Regions from separate parts of the Mus musculus genome. Here all the other regions are linked to region 1. A link is a contact called in public HiChIP or PLAC-seq and promoter capture Hi-C data. All regions are on one chromosome and are shown on one strand. The core of a region is the stretch at or near the end of the contact, and the rest is flanking DNA. Distances in the headings are between cores, read along the strand shown.

What was found. HiChIP or PLAC-seq counts read pairs in DNA pulled down with a chosen protein or histone mark. Capture Hi-C pulls out chosen DNA fragments and counts their contacts.
Region 2: a contact with region 1 is called in a promoter capture Hi-C map of adipose tissue. The contact joins the promoter of Tpbg here to the promoter of Tent5a in region 1. A contact is called at or near these places in 1 of 484 Hi-C or Micro-C datasets (embryonic stem cells), 1 of 115 datasets of contacts at active chromatin or transcription factors (pancreatic cancer cells) and 1 of 9 other capture datasets (adipose tissue).
Region 3: an H3K4me3 HiChIP or PLAC-seq map of bone marrow-derived macrophages shows a contact between it and region 1, with 6 times the contacts expected there. The contact joins the promoter of 4930554C24Rik here to the promoter of Tent5a in region 1. A contact is called at or near these places in 12 of 39 promoter capture datasets (the 3T3-L1 cell line, 3T3-L1-derived adipocytes, the HPC-7 cell line and 7 more), 1 of 15 datasets of contacts at CTCF or cohesin (CD8 T cells), 15 of 484 Hi-C or Micro-C datasets (CD8 T cells, LSK cells, the MNK3 cell line and 9 more), 21 of 115 datasets of contacts at active chromatin or transcription factors (CD8 T cells, Th17 cells, acute myeloid leukemia and 14 more) and 4 of 9 other capture datasets (adipose tissue, embryonic stem cells, liver and 1 more).

The regions. Positions count from the first base shown.
Region 1 is chr9:85,324,301-85,328,788 of GRCm38.p6, reverse strand. It overlaps Tent5a (terminal nucleotidyltransferase 5A), which reads left to right and starts at 1,639. Exons shown (of 3, transcript NM_001160379.1): 1 at 1,639-1,746; 2 at 1,984-2,530; 3 at 3,556-4,488. The coding sequence starts at 2,021. The coding sequence ends at 4,332.
Region 2 is chr9:85,839,150-85,844,164 of GRCm38.p6, reverse strand. Tpbg (trophoblast glycoprotein) reads right to left here and starts at 1,313. Exons shown (of 2, transcript NM_001164792.1): 1 at 1,210-1,313; 2 at 1-514. The coding sequence starts at 185. It overlaps LOC115487186 (a long non-coding RNA gene), which reads left to right and starts at 485. Exons shown (of 2, transcript XR_003948199.1): 1 at 485-567; 2 at 950-2,823.
Region 3 is chr9:84,772,463-84,777,142 of GRCm38.p6, reverse strand. It overlaps 4930554C24Rik (RIKEN cDNA 4930554C24 gene), which reads right to left and starts at 2,745. Exons shown (of 5, transcript NR_040739.1): 1 at 2,450-2,745; 2 at 366-439.

The sequences.
Region 1 (4,488 bases), core at 390-2,889:
CACAGACAATTTCATATATACAAAATGTGTTGCTAGGTAGCATTCATGGTTGGACATGTCCTGAAAGGAAGCAGTGGGATTTGAGAACAAGGTTGGGATCCAAGTCTCCTTTTCATCGCTCAATCCAATTTGGCCTAGGTTCGGCCTATGCTAAGAAAGCCTGGCTTCTAGTTTCTCCATTTTGTGGACTCACAGCTCCACGGGGCACCAGCAGGGGGCGGCGTTGTCACGCAGCTAGATTTGCGTGGGCGACACCCCTGCATCCCATCCCTCAACTCAGGTTGGGCTTCTAGACCAGGGCTCCCTAAATTCAGAGGCTGATTCTCTGAAGTTGTCTAGGGTCATGGGGGTAATGGCTGTTCATCTCAGGGCCTCTCCTCTCTACCCTGACTGCCTCGTTCGGCTCACAGCCTCTACCTGGATCAAGGACTGCAAAGCATTACTTTGAACGGAGGCAGCAGCGGGGCGGCGGAGGAAGTGGACAAGCGAAAGCAGGGAGCTTTCTAGCAAACAGTGCGGTGCCAGAGCGCAGAGATAACCTTTTCCAACCCTTAAGCACTCCACTGGCGACTGAAGCTGGAGGGGGAGAAACTTCTCGTCTTTTAAATTTGCCCTTAATGGCCGGTAAGAAGCCAGAGCCTACTTTGATCATTGACGTTTTATCCGCTTAAGAACTGAGAACCTTAGAGGCTGCGAGGAACGCGCTTCTCCCAAGTCTGAGCCGAAGGACCGCCACCCTGGCGGCCGCTTTTCGTGCACTGCTGGGGTTGCGCTCCGAGACCCCGCGGGTTGGCCGCGAGCCCGCGGAGCTGTGTGATAGGAGACGCGCGCCTGCCCAGCTCGCGGGCAGCAGCTGGACGCGCACTCAGGCTGGCTGGCTGGTACCGGACTCCCCACCCCACCCCCACCCCCCCACCAGCACTTCTCGAGGTTTCGAGAATCGAAACTCAGTTCTCAGCAAACCCTCCCCCTCCCTCACAGAGACTGACGTGCGTGACCAGTTGCCTCTGGAGACCACACTTGGCCCAGGGTCCAGAGTGGAATCGGCGGTCTAGCCACAAACGGACACTGTTGAGGGAACCTCCAGGAGACCCAGTTACGCGGCAATGACGCGCTCCACCCGGCCAGAAGGCTAGGCTTGGGAAGTTTCTATAGTTGCGTGATTTTTAACCCTGATCCGGTTTTGATGGCCATCTATCACATTTGAGGCAAAGTGTCTCCTCTTTAGGGGTGTGTGTGTGCGCGCGCGCGTGTGTGGACGTGCAGAAATGGATAAATCTACACGTAGGAGCCACAGGCATCTGTCTGTGCTCATAGCCAGGGGCTGCGCACCCTGGCCTAGCTCCAGCAGCTCTGAGCTCCGGCGACTGTCCACCCAGCGCTGGGGGCGGTGCTCTATGCAAATGAGAGGGTGTGGCGAGCGCTGCGCGCTGGGGCCCCGGAAGCGCGGAGAAGCCCGGTATAAAAAAAGTACTGAAGACATTTCCCCCCGCACAACTGCTAAAGCTCCAGAGACGCGAGTGTGCGCGGTGGCATCGGCGGCGTCGAGAGCCGCCACCTCCGAGACCACCGCAGCGGGGGCGCGGGCGGGGCGCGGGCAAGGGGCGGGAACGCTCAGGGCGCGGCGGGGGTCGGCGCGGAGAAGTCGCGGGCCGCTGCCGGGAGCGCACTCGCAGCTCCTGCGAAGTGTGTCCGCCTCGCGGTTCCTCGCTCGCCTGCGCTCCTAGAAGGGGCGGCCGCCTCCAGGTGACACAGACGGGACTCTCGCTTGTGCTTTCCAGATGCATCAGAGATACTTTTGGTGCGGGGCTGCTCTGCGGGGCGCGGCGCGCGGCTGGGCATTGGGGTCGGTGAGGGTTGGGGGAGGAGGGCTACTATGGGCGTCACGATCGGGGAGGGGAAGCCCAGGCCCCTCGGCGGGACCCCTGTCCCCTCACCCGCACACCTCTCTGCCGCTCCCCTAAATCCACTCTTTCCTCTTAGGACTGACCAAGGCCAAGTGGCTTTCGGAGGGCACTACATGGCCGAGGGCGAAGGGTACTTTGCCATGGCAGAGGACGAGCTGACCGGCGGCCCTTACATCCCCCTGGGTGGTGACTTCGGCGGCGGCGGCAGCAGCTTCGGCGACCGCTGCTCGGACTATTGCGAAAGCCCCACGGCGCACTGCAATGTGCTGAACTGGGAGCAAGTGCAGCGGTTGGACGGCATTCTGAGCGAGACCATCCCGATCCACGGGCGCGGCAACTTCCCCACGCTCGAGCTGCAGCCAAGCCTGATTGTGAAGGTGGTGAGGAGGCGCCTGGAAGAGAAGGGCATAGGTGTCCGCGACGTGCGCCTCAACGGCTCAGCCGCCAGTCACGTCCTGCACCAGGACAGTGGCCTAGGCTACAAGGACCTGGACCTCATCTTCTGCGCTGACCTGCGTGGGGAAGAGGAGTTTCAGACTGTGAAGGACGTCGTTCTGGATTGCCTGTTAGACTTCTTGCCCGAAGGGGTGAACAAGGAGAAGATCACACCGCTCACTCTCAAGGTAAAGCCACCTGATGGGCTTGGGCAGAGCAGGGGTGGGGAGAAAGCAAGCCCAGCTTGCCTTGACTGCCGTCAGTATGGCCATAGTGAGTTCGTTTATTTATTTTTTTATTATTTTTTTTTCACGAGCGCACTAATGCGCGTGAGTGGTGTGGAGTGTTTTAGTTTCCTGGGAGATCCAGCGCCACAACTCTGTGCTTCCTCCTCTGCGTTTCCTTCTCTTCCTTCTCTCTATGGTTTAACTCTTGACTTTCCTTGCTGGACTCTTGTCCAGAGTATAACGTGATTGGTGGAAGGATGGAATGATGTAAATAATTTTTTTGAGTCATCTTGTAATCTAGACTTTGGGAAAAATAGCAGCCTGAAGCAGAACTGAGTCAATGGTTTTTATTATATTGGAAAATGTGAATCGATCCATACTCCACTGACTTCGGCGTTTAAGATATTTGATGCTTTTCCCTGTTAATTCACAGAGTCGAGGGTGTAATAGTGTGCCCCTCCCCTTCGGTTTAGGTGGCGTTTTGTATAATTAATTAAAGTTGTCTGAAGGCAATTTAGTTCCTCTTTGGCTGTAACTGTAGAGTGTCGCTGGAGGGACACACTCGACTGATAAGATTGATTGCCTAAGGGGGAGGAGAACGGGGTGGTTGGAGACCAGGCTGAGAGAGGCCAACTCACGACACTGTCTGTCTCTCTGTGGATACTGGGTGAATATTGTGCCCATTAGACCATCTTCAAAAAATAACATTTGAACTCAGACATGACAATAGAACGTCTTAGTATGCTGCTGTGTCTGCCAAAAGCCTCAAACTATTACTTCTAGTCTCTTTCCCAGACGGCAAAACTACTCGTTAAATGTATTTTTTCCCCTGTTTTCCGAAGACCGTTTAAGCTCGTAGGTAGTGTTTTGCTGAAACTTAACAAAACAAACAGGAAGGAGCAAAATAATTCTCAGCAAAGCAGCTGAGACACATTTATTGTTCCTTTACCAGCTTTGTTCATTTCCTTGTTTCTTTTACATCGTAGGAGGCTTATGTGCAGAAAATGGTTAAAGTGTGCAATGATTCTGACCGGTGGAGCCTTATATCCCTGTCAAACAACAGTGGCAAAAATGTGGAGCTGAAGTTTGTGGATTCCCTGCGGAGGCAGTTTGAATTCAGTGTAGATTCTTTTCAAATCAAATTAGACTCTCTTCTCCTCTTTTACGAGTGTTCAGAGAACCCGATGACTGAGACATTTCACCCCACCATCATCGGTGAGAGTGTCTATGGTGATTTCCACGAAGCCTTTGATCACCTTTGCAACAAGATCATTGCCACCAGGAACCCAGAGGAAATAAGAGGGGGAGGCCTGCTTAAGTACTGCAATCTCTTAGTGCGGGGCTTCAGGCCTGCCTCCGAGGAGATCAAGACCCTCCAGAGGTACATGTGTTCCCGGTTTTTTATTGACTTCTCAGACATCGGAGAGCAGCAGAGAAAGCTGGAGTCCTACTTGCAGAACCACTTCGTGGGCTTGGAAGACCGCAAGTATGACTATCTCATGACCCTTCATGGAGTGGTAAACGAGAGTACGGTGTGCCTGATGGGACATGAAAGGAGGCAGACTTTAAACCTTATCACCATGCTGGCAATCCGGGTGCTAGCTGACCAAAATGTCATTCCTAATGTGGCTAATGTCACTTGCTATTACCAGCCGGCCCCCTATGTTGCAGATGCTAACTTTAGCAATTACTACATTGCACAAGTTCAGCCCGTGTTCACATGCCAGCAGCAGACATACTCTACTTGGTTACCCTGCAACTAAGAATGTTTAAAAAATGTCCCATGGGGAAGCCATTTCAAGTAAGACAGGGGGGAAAAAAAGAAAGAAAGAGAGAAAGAAAAAAAAAGAAAGGAAGAAAAATTATGACACAACACCAAAAAGGGAAGTGACCCAGTCCTAATTAGGGATGTGTTTAGT
Region 2 (5,015 bases), core at 64-2,563, 520 kb before region 1:
CATCTCTCGGCTGGCGGAGGCTGCGCAGACCCCGAGGCCAGGAAGGCTGCCGGGGAGGTGGAAGACGAGGGTACCGAAGAGCTGGGGGCCGACGCGGAGACCCAACCCAGCAGCACTAGCGCCAGCCTTGCCAACCTCAGCCGTCCGTCCCCGGCGGAGGGGCCCCGGGAGCCCGCCCCAGGCATCGCGGCTCGCGGTTCCCCGGAGCTGGGACAGCGCCCGCTCCGAAGACTCGACCGCCTGGGCCCGGCGGGCGCGAGCCGGCCGCAAGCGTCGACGGCAAACTTTCCTCGCGTGGGAGCAGAGGAGGGGACGCCAAAAGCTGGAACTTGGCTAACCCCGAGCCACCGGGCGTCCCCCTCCCGGAGCGGCACCCCGCCCTTCCCTCCAGTGAGTACGCACGGCGGGTCGGGACACGGGCCTTGGCGCTCCTCCTCCCGCCGCAGCTGGGGTGGGTGGCACCTCCTCAACTCCTTTGTTGGCGCCTCTCTCAGGGCAGGATCGGATGAGCGACCTGGGACAAGCGGGAGAGAAGCGTGAGGAGGAGTGACGGCCGCAGCTCCCCGAGTACGAACCAAGTAGTCCCCACACTAGCAACCCGGCCCAAGCTTCTGTGTGCGTCCTTCCTCCCTAGTGGGACGCGGTCCCCACTCCCAGGCGCTAAGCCTACCTCTTCCGGGCCCACACCATCAGGACCCGGGCCACCTCCCGCCTGGCTCCTGCCCGGATTGCCCTCCTCCCGCCTAGAACTTCACGCAGACCCCGCGGTGTCCAGCGAGCAAACTTCTCCTTTTTCCGGATCCCAGCTCCTACCGCCCCGGCCGACCACCTGCCTTCCGGGGTCCCCGCCCCCGCCGCTCCTCCCCCTCCCACCTTGGGATGAGAGCGAAGTTTCGGGTTACGGGACTCTTAAGAGCTTTTTTTTTTTTTTGGTACCTCCTTGGATTAGTGTGAAAAGGGGAGCAGAGCCGTACAGCTGTCGCCTACTCTCGACTCCCCAGTTCCTGGCCACCCAGCTCCCCGATCCCGAGAGGATCCAGACATCTCCAGAAAAACGGAGGGAACCCGCCAACAAAGCGGCCGTGGGACCGTGGGCGGTGTGGCAGCCAGGACCCCCCCCCCCCCGGCTCTCTTCACGCCCTAGTATAGAAAGGAACCCTGGTCCCGCCTCCAGGCTCCAAACCTGGCCGCTCGGTCCCCACTGCTCACCTCCGCACCCCGCGCCTGCAAAGCCAACTCCGAGGGCCACCCGAGTCCACGCGCCTTCCCAGCTCCTGCTGCGGGCGCCGACTCTCCTCTCAACCCCAGCCCCTGGCCCAACCTCCACGGCTGGGAAAAACCAAGCCGGGGGGCGGGGGAGGGCCAGGGCTGCAGGAGAGATCGCCGCCGCGCTGGCCACCTCTGCTGCCCCAGGTAGGGGCTTCAGGGAGGGATACGAGGGGCAACCTAGGCTGGGCGACTCCCCTAGGCGGAGATAAATGAGCAACGCATCCCGAGAAGGTGAGGGATTCCCCTTCTGTTCCCCCTCCCCGGCATCCTTTGGTGGTTCCGTATTTTGCATAGCGTATTTACCTCGGACAGAAACAAAACCGCTGGTGGACCTCTTGGAATTCACGCTGCTTCTGGCACCGCTGGCAGTGAGGAGAGGGATTTAAGCGTGAGCAAAGCAGCAGTAGAAGAAGGAGCTGCACAGGTTACATCCGCCGCGGCAAACGCCTGGGTTGTGAGGGAGATTCAGAAAGTCTCCTCTCTCGTGGCTCGGTTTGGCTGGCAACTTCAGTTTATGAGGTAGTTAGTTAATGCCTTCCTACCTGTGCCGCCCCCGCACGTCTAGGGTAGTTATCAAACTTGTAAAGACAGTCAACTTTAAAGTGGGGGAGGGTTACTGGAAAGGACACTCATTCTTGATTCATTATGGGTGGTTTTTTCCCCCCTCCTCTCAAAATTAAAACCAGAGGGAAGAAAATTGCAGCTAAAACACCCCAGAAACAAAAGCAAATTGCAAAGACGTGAGTCACCCGGAAAGCTCCCTACACCAGATGCGGTGCGTTGTGTCAGCACAAGTCACTTACGCAGGGAGCGCTCGCGGCGGGAGGTGGGCGGGCTGACCTGGGAAAGAAGTTTGTCCCAAAGTCTGTCTCCCAGGGGGCGCTGGCAGGCGCCGGATGATGGATTAGGGAAACGACTGGAATGCTTATAGGACCAATGTCATTAAGTCTGGAGAGAGTTGGAGTCCCGAACGCCCTCTCATTGCTCTCTCAAAAAGTCTTATCTGCTTTTCCTCAGTCAAATTTTCCCCAAGTTAAAAGGTGTGGGTGATTACAGACTATTTCATTTTAGAGAGAGAAACGATAGGAGAGATAAGGCTGGGAAAAAGAAGACCCAGTATAATAAAAGTATCAAGTTAAGGAAGCCGGGGATTGTTCCCCACAACATGCATCATGACTGTGGCGGTCCAATTCTGAGTCTATGGCTGTTTCTTTCTGTGGAAAGATAGTCCACAGAAACACCAGCCAAAATGGCCCAGGAAAAAAAGCTGCAGAGCCTGGAGACTGCAGAGATTTGTGCAAAAAGACAGTTTCATTAATTTGCATCTTCAGCACATTTATCTAAATCCCTTTCTCTTATTTTTAAAAGTGTTTTGCAGTATAAATGTGAAAAGCTTTGAGGGGAAAAAAAAACCGACTCAGAAGCTGAAGTCATATGTATGGCAATCATGACGATGGTTATGTAAACCCATACACGTGCTAAAACTCGTAAGACTGTACGCCGAAAAGGGCAATTTTACTGCCTACGTTTGTAGTAAAGTAAATGGCACGGGAAGAATTTTTCTGATCTTCTGGTGTGGTCTTAAATGGTTCTGTCAAAAGAGCAAGTGCTCTTGTGACCTAGCTTTTTAGCATTAAAAAAAAAAAAAAAAAAAAAAAAGTATTCTCATCTCATCTCAACATATACCTCAGAGGCAAGATACACTGTAGCATTGGGACGATCGTCCTGAATCCTTCCTGTTCAGCTTGCCAAACAAGCAAGCAAACAAACAAACAAAAAAGACTATGAGCTAGTGTGATCTGGGGTCAAATGTTTTCTACTTGCCTAGTCATGCCACTTAATAACAATTACCCAATTTTACTCTGCATATCACAACCAAGATAAATCTTCTCACCAGATTTACCCATGAGAAAGCAGGCATGCTGGTATAGAACAATGTCAAGTGGAAGGTGGAGATGGAACCAGGACAAACTTACCTGCTTTTCATGTCTTCCCATTCCATGTCTAGGCCAGATGAAGAGATTTGTGCAAAGTCTCAATCTTTGGATATATTCAGCCTTCAGCCAAAGGGTGGTGATGAATGCATCCAATACACACACACACACACACACAAAGATGTTACAGACTTAGTTAAAACATGAGATTCTTATTTTGTAACCCAATTGTATGGTTTTCCCATGTGAACTTTATGCTGACAGCATCACCATCCAGGCAGGCCTGAGGGAGCCAAATAAGCAACACACCTGAGTGTCTTTCAGCTTCCCTCTGCAGTTCACAGCTACTTAGAACTAGAAGCAGAGGCATTTATAGCTCCAACACTTACACAGGGACCGCTGTTCTGATACTAAATCTGTAAAATGGAGCCACAAGTACAATTCAAAAGATCTCCACGAGAATTGAGATGGCACTTATCAATACCATCTGTTGTCATTCTCTCTCTAATTAATCTCCCTCCAGTTATCAATTATAATTTATTTCCATAACCATGTTAGTGATAGCAGTACAGGGTAAGCAAAGGTCTCCATAAAGCAGAATATTTAAGAAATGAAAGTACAACACACAGTGTTAGCTTTAATTTCAGTTAAACACTCAACAGTGTGGTGTTACCCACAAGTTCACTTGGGTCTTCCCGCTTTAATTAACCTAATCTAGACAACCCCTCTCAGAGCTGGACAGAGTCTTGTTTTTCTAGTTGATTCTAGATTCCTGTTAAGTGGATATTAATCATCACATCTCCACCCTTTGACACCCAAACACATTACTTCTAAACCTGAGCCTTCTTCCACTTAGCTGCATTGGCACACAGGTACCCCATAATGCAGAAACAGATTCCATCCAACTTCAAAAGGCTGTATAGTCTTTTAACAATCCCAGCTCTGTTTAAAATTCTCAAGCCTGAGATCTCATTTGAGATTCATCCTTTTTGCTCACTCCCTCTCTCTGTAGATCTGCATAAAAGAACTGAGCAGCAGACACACCACAGCTGGAGAATAGGCTGTCTTGGAATTCTGCCTGCCAAATAAATTGGTTCATGACTTAATTCACCACTGCACAAGGTCTTAGGGAACGTGCAGAATTTGACGGGATTCTTGGCCAGAATGTAACAAAAAAAATGCCTCTAGCCCAGCCTTTGTTTCCTTCTGAAACCTCTGTGTGCCAAACCTCTAAGCCTGCTTGTCTTCTAAGTCCCTGCCGGAACAGACCATTGAGCTATGCCTTCAGTATTTGAGGGCTTGTCTAGCCCAAAGTTTCAAATTCTTGAGCATTCCTTTTGTAAACCAGTTCCAAAGACTTGAGGACCAAGGGAGCTGGTTTATTATAGCGGTGATCTCTCACCCAGTTCTCAGTTACTCTTTCTGTTGCTGTGATAAAATTCTGTAACAAACACAGTTTGAAGGAGAGAGGATTTGTTTTAGCTAACAGTCCAAGAGTGCAGCCAGGTGTGTGGGGGGAGGAGGAGTCTTGGCAGAGGAAGATTAAGGCAGGTGCACAAATTGTGTTTACAGTCAGGGAGCACAGAGCCATAAATGCTCAGGTTTAGCTTGCTTTCTCCTTTTTATTCTTCCAGACCCTACCGCATGGATTGGTGCCATCCTCTTCCAAATCCTTCCTGGGTATGCGCAAAGGCTTGTCTCCTGGGTGATTTCAGATCCTGCTAAGGTGGCAATATTAGCCATCACATACTGCAAATACTTTGCTGAGCTATCTCTCCAACCTCTTACTTTGCATATATATTTAATTCTATT
Region 3 (4,680 bases), core at 1,496-3,995, 550 kb after region 1:
TGCAGGTAAATACATATTTTATTAAATTATATGCATTTTATCTGCTTTCTAAATCCAGTCCTTGTAATTTAACAAAAATATTTCTTCCTGTAGAAAGACATGACACTTACGATGAATGACCTAAAACCTGAGTCCTATTGTCTGAATTAGAACTTCGTCACTATTTAACTGCCTTGCCTAATTATTATTTCAGTATCTCCACTGTAATTTTAGGAGACTGTGGTTTAAGACACAGCAAACCTCTTCCTCAGAGCATCTTTTTCCCATTTGGCAGACATCATGCTGAGCTCAGTAAGTGCATATAATGGCAAAACACAAATAACCTTTTCAGTGGATAATCAGGACATTCCAATTCCTTTACTTACATAATAACTGGAACTATTTTCCCATCACTGGGCAGAGGTCACAATACAACTCAGTGTTATTTTCCTCATGAACCCTGCAAGCATTGACACAATTTTAATAAGATCTATTAATGTATTATTAATAAAATTTCTGCTATACCTAATGTATTTTCCTCCTAGGGAAAGCATATATTATTCTAAATGTCTCCATGGGAGACAATGAGAAGAAAATTTATTTTAAAATTCAACAGTATGATTTGAAGGTTTTATCTCTTTCTCATATTAGTTGCCTCATACTGTGATGTGGTTCCCAACTTCCTACATTACATACATGTGCACACATATGTGTGCTGATGTCCTCACAAATGTGGACATATGCAGGCACCAGACATTGAAATGATTTTCCTAATCACTTCCTCACCTACGTTATGGTTGTTGTTGTTGCTGTTAATATTATAATAATCAGAAATAGTATCTCCCATGGAACTTAAAGCTATCCACTTCAGTTAAACTTAAAGATCAATTTACTTCATAAAACCACCTGCCTCTGCTCAGAGGTACTAAGCCTACAGGCCTACAGCAATGTGCCTCACTCTTACAAATGGGGCCTGGAGATCTAAACTCAAATCCTCATACCCTTACCCACAGCCAACCCCTCCACTTCTGAGTGAGTGAGCAGACAAAGTGAGTGAGCAGACAAATCCTTTGGTGGTTAATATAATAAACGTATGCACTAAGTTGGTTACAGTTTTAGAAATGATTTTTTTTCTTTTACTTGGACAACCGACACTAATACAATTCAATTTAAGAGTTTCAATAAAACTCATGGGGAAAAAACATATTTGTGAGTTTGTTCAAAGCACGAACTCAGTGTGCATAATACCTTTACTGCATTAAGCAATGGTTACAACTGTTTAATCCACCAGTGTGGTGTGTGTCTGTGTGTGTGTATGTGTGTGTGTGTATGTATGTATATATATATATATATATATATATATATATATATATATATATATATATATGCTCAAGTGTCATGTTTGAATAAGTCTACCTAATTCTTATCTAAAAACAATATAAGAATTATTTGCTATAATGATGCTCCATAAGGTGTGGCATCTTAATGGTCTTCATTACATTGAAACTTCTGCAGTTATGGTGTCATGGTGTCCCCAAATAGTGCAATAGGCAATCTCATTAGCTTTAAGTTAGGAAAGACAGAATATGATAGTGTCAGTAAACCTCGGGGGCAGTTTGATTAATCTCTTTGTCTCTTTGTGAGTTCTAAGTAAAAGCAGTAGGGAAATAACACATTTTCAAGAATGAAACAATTCTGCCTTGGTAAAGAAGTGTTCTGACAGGATGCAGAGTGAAGCCTCCTCAAGGGGCACTTGGTTTATCAGAATGAGTCACCCTCCCACATGTCAGATTGTGGTTTCCGTCCCTTTCCTGTGGCTTTCTCTAGGTGCCCAGAGAAAACAAATCTTTATTACTAAAAGGCAACTCCAAACAGTCAACACTTGTCCTCACTAGATACTAACTCTAGACATGAGCAGAACATTTTTAGATATGAGTAGATTAATGCTGGAGCTAAAAATCTCATCTGTGGTTCAATATTTCCCACAATCATCAACCAAATACATGGTAATATATATAGCACTTTATGCATCCAGCTAAACATTGTGACAGGTGAGGTATTGGTTTATTAGTTTATTTGTTTATTGCGGAGACTTCTGTAAGGATCGCATTTTACTAAGGCTAACACGCCTGGACTCTTAACACTGTGTGATCCTTGTATTTCAGTCAATACCCATGATTGACTTTTTCCCACGTAGGTGTAACAAGTAATCCAACTGTTCGCATTAAGGCAATGATGCTCAGAGACTCTGAGGAACTCACAGTAGCAGAGCAGGTATCTTTTTACTTTACGATATCGGAATGAATACGGAGCTGAATTAAGTGCAAGCTCGGATTTGGGACTGTTAGCACATTCATCTCAACAAGTACTGACATTCAGAACAATTTATCTAACTTTCCTTTGTTTCAATTTCCTGTGAAATACGTTTGAACAATATTTTTACCAAACCGTCCCGCATCTTATACACTACCTCAGAGAGAGATGGGGAAACTTGAAGGGTTTCTGCGACCTCAGATTGAAAACCTGGGAGCAGCTTTCATCCCACTCAGTTTGAACCTGTCTGTGGCCGCTGAGCCCGCAGACTGTTTAAAGTTCCTGTGGCTTGGGTGGAAGCCAGACTTTACAGTCACTGTTTCACAGGAGAGATTTTTTTCCGCCTCTCAGTAACTGGCCAGAATTTAAATCTTTCAGTGGTAGAAACTGATTGAAAGCACCGGGGGAAGGTGAGATTGAACGCCGGAGCCCTTTAGTTAGTGTGCTCTGTTTAACAGATAAGCCAACAGTTAAAAAAGAAAACGGAAGCCAAACATTCTCAGGTTCTAACAGAAGTCATCGGTTTTTGTCTCTGGCTGGGTGCAGCTTGGACATACAGAGTGCCTGCATCCTTCCTAGAGCGTCAATAACACCTGTCCTTGCCCTTGGAGGTCTTGAGGACATATTTTGTCCATTCAATCATTTCCTTATTCATTCACCCAGTACTAACCAGAACATCCATCACATTGTACTCAAGACTCAATAAAACATGTCATTGTTCCAGAACCGGCAGATTCTTAGTGTATTTGGATCCAGGCTATAATCACTCCATTCTGAAGCCACTGAATTTGCTTTGTAATCCAATATAGTGTACAATGACAGCCTTGCAAAAATATTCAACATGATATGATGTAATGATAACATGATATAATGAAACACAATCATAAAATAACACATATCATACAATTTGATTTATATGCACTGAAAAAATCCACAGTTTAAAAAAAATGCAGGAAACAATATCTCAGGAATGATGGAGGGGATATTGAATCAATGGGGTACTAACAGTCTACTTACCAAGCTGTGGACTCTGGGAGCTATAGTAAGGACTGGCCTTATAAGATGCCTACGTGTGAAAATAAATATTATAGAGGATTTAAGATCTGCTCTACAAGAGAAAACTTATTTTGGTTTTTTAAATCTGGATAAGAGTGTGTGCAAGGGTAATCTATATGCCCCATCTACTAGTATTATTTTGCTAAGTGGAGATAATATCAACCTGACCTCAGAGTTTGTATCTCTGTCCCCATAAACGAGTTCAGCTCTAGGGCTTCATCAGGGAGGCGTCTTTGTGTAACAGTTAATACAGACGCTCACAGCTGAGGAAGTACAAAACCGAAGGTGTCTGTGGACTGCCCAGCTACAGGTGAGATGGCTATGCCACATCCCTTCACCCCAAGGATTAGGGGACATAGAGAAATAGAGGACAAAAAACTCATAAACGCCAAAATCTGGGGAGGCCCACAGTCAGCCTGCTGTACTCATGAGCTCTCAGCAGCTGTGGTTGCCTGTCCAGGATAAGCATAAGATTAAGCCAGTCAACATTCCATCATGAATGGCATCATGGATGCCTCATCCCCGAGCTACTGGGTGAAGGAGAGTCAATTTGGGTGGGGGACATGACACCTGGTAGTTTGAACAAGCCCCAGTAGATGACCCAAAAACTCTTGTACAAATAGCAGCAGGGAAATTGAAGTCAGTTGGTTTTTAAAGAGAGATAGCTATGGATGACATCGATGATATAGATGATATAGGTCGATATAGATGTAAATATTGATATTAATATAAATATCTTATTTTGCCTCCACAGTGCTAGGATTTCAGGCACCTGATGCCACACCTGGCATTTATAGATTCTGAGGGTCTGAGTAAGTCACTTTTACCCATTCCACAGTGTTCCTAGTCCCAAAATATTGTCATTATTTAATGACATAAATATAAAATACAAAATGTGAGGTGTTTCTTAATTATGTCTCTGAAACGGAGAAAAGTTCTAATTGTCATTACTAGAAAACTGGTCATTTTTATTCCCTCTTAAACATCTTGAGCCTTAAGGTTTCTCATGTTTTTAACTTAGTCCTGCTTAAAATCTCTCTAAAGATGTATTAAGAAATAAATAATATGAGCTAAGAAAAATAAAATATAATAACAGAACCTAGGTGGTGGATATATGGACATTACTATTAAAATACTTTACCTTTTTTTCCGAAGATATAATTTTCACTAAACCAAATGTCAGACTTGATCTAAGATTATTCTCTGTGAAAACAGTCTAAAACTGGAAACACCTGTGGAAATGGTTCATTGTTCCCAATTTTCCACAGTCTAAGACCATATTTGAAGTGGAAGACAGACAAGTCTACAGACAAGTTATTCTTTCTTCATGAT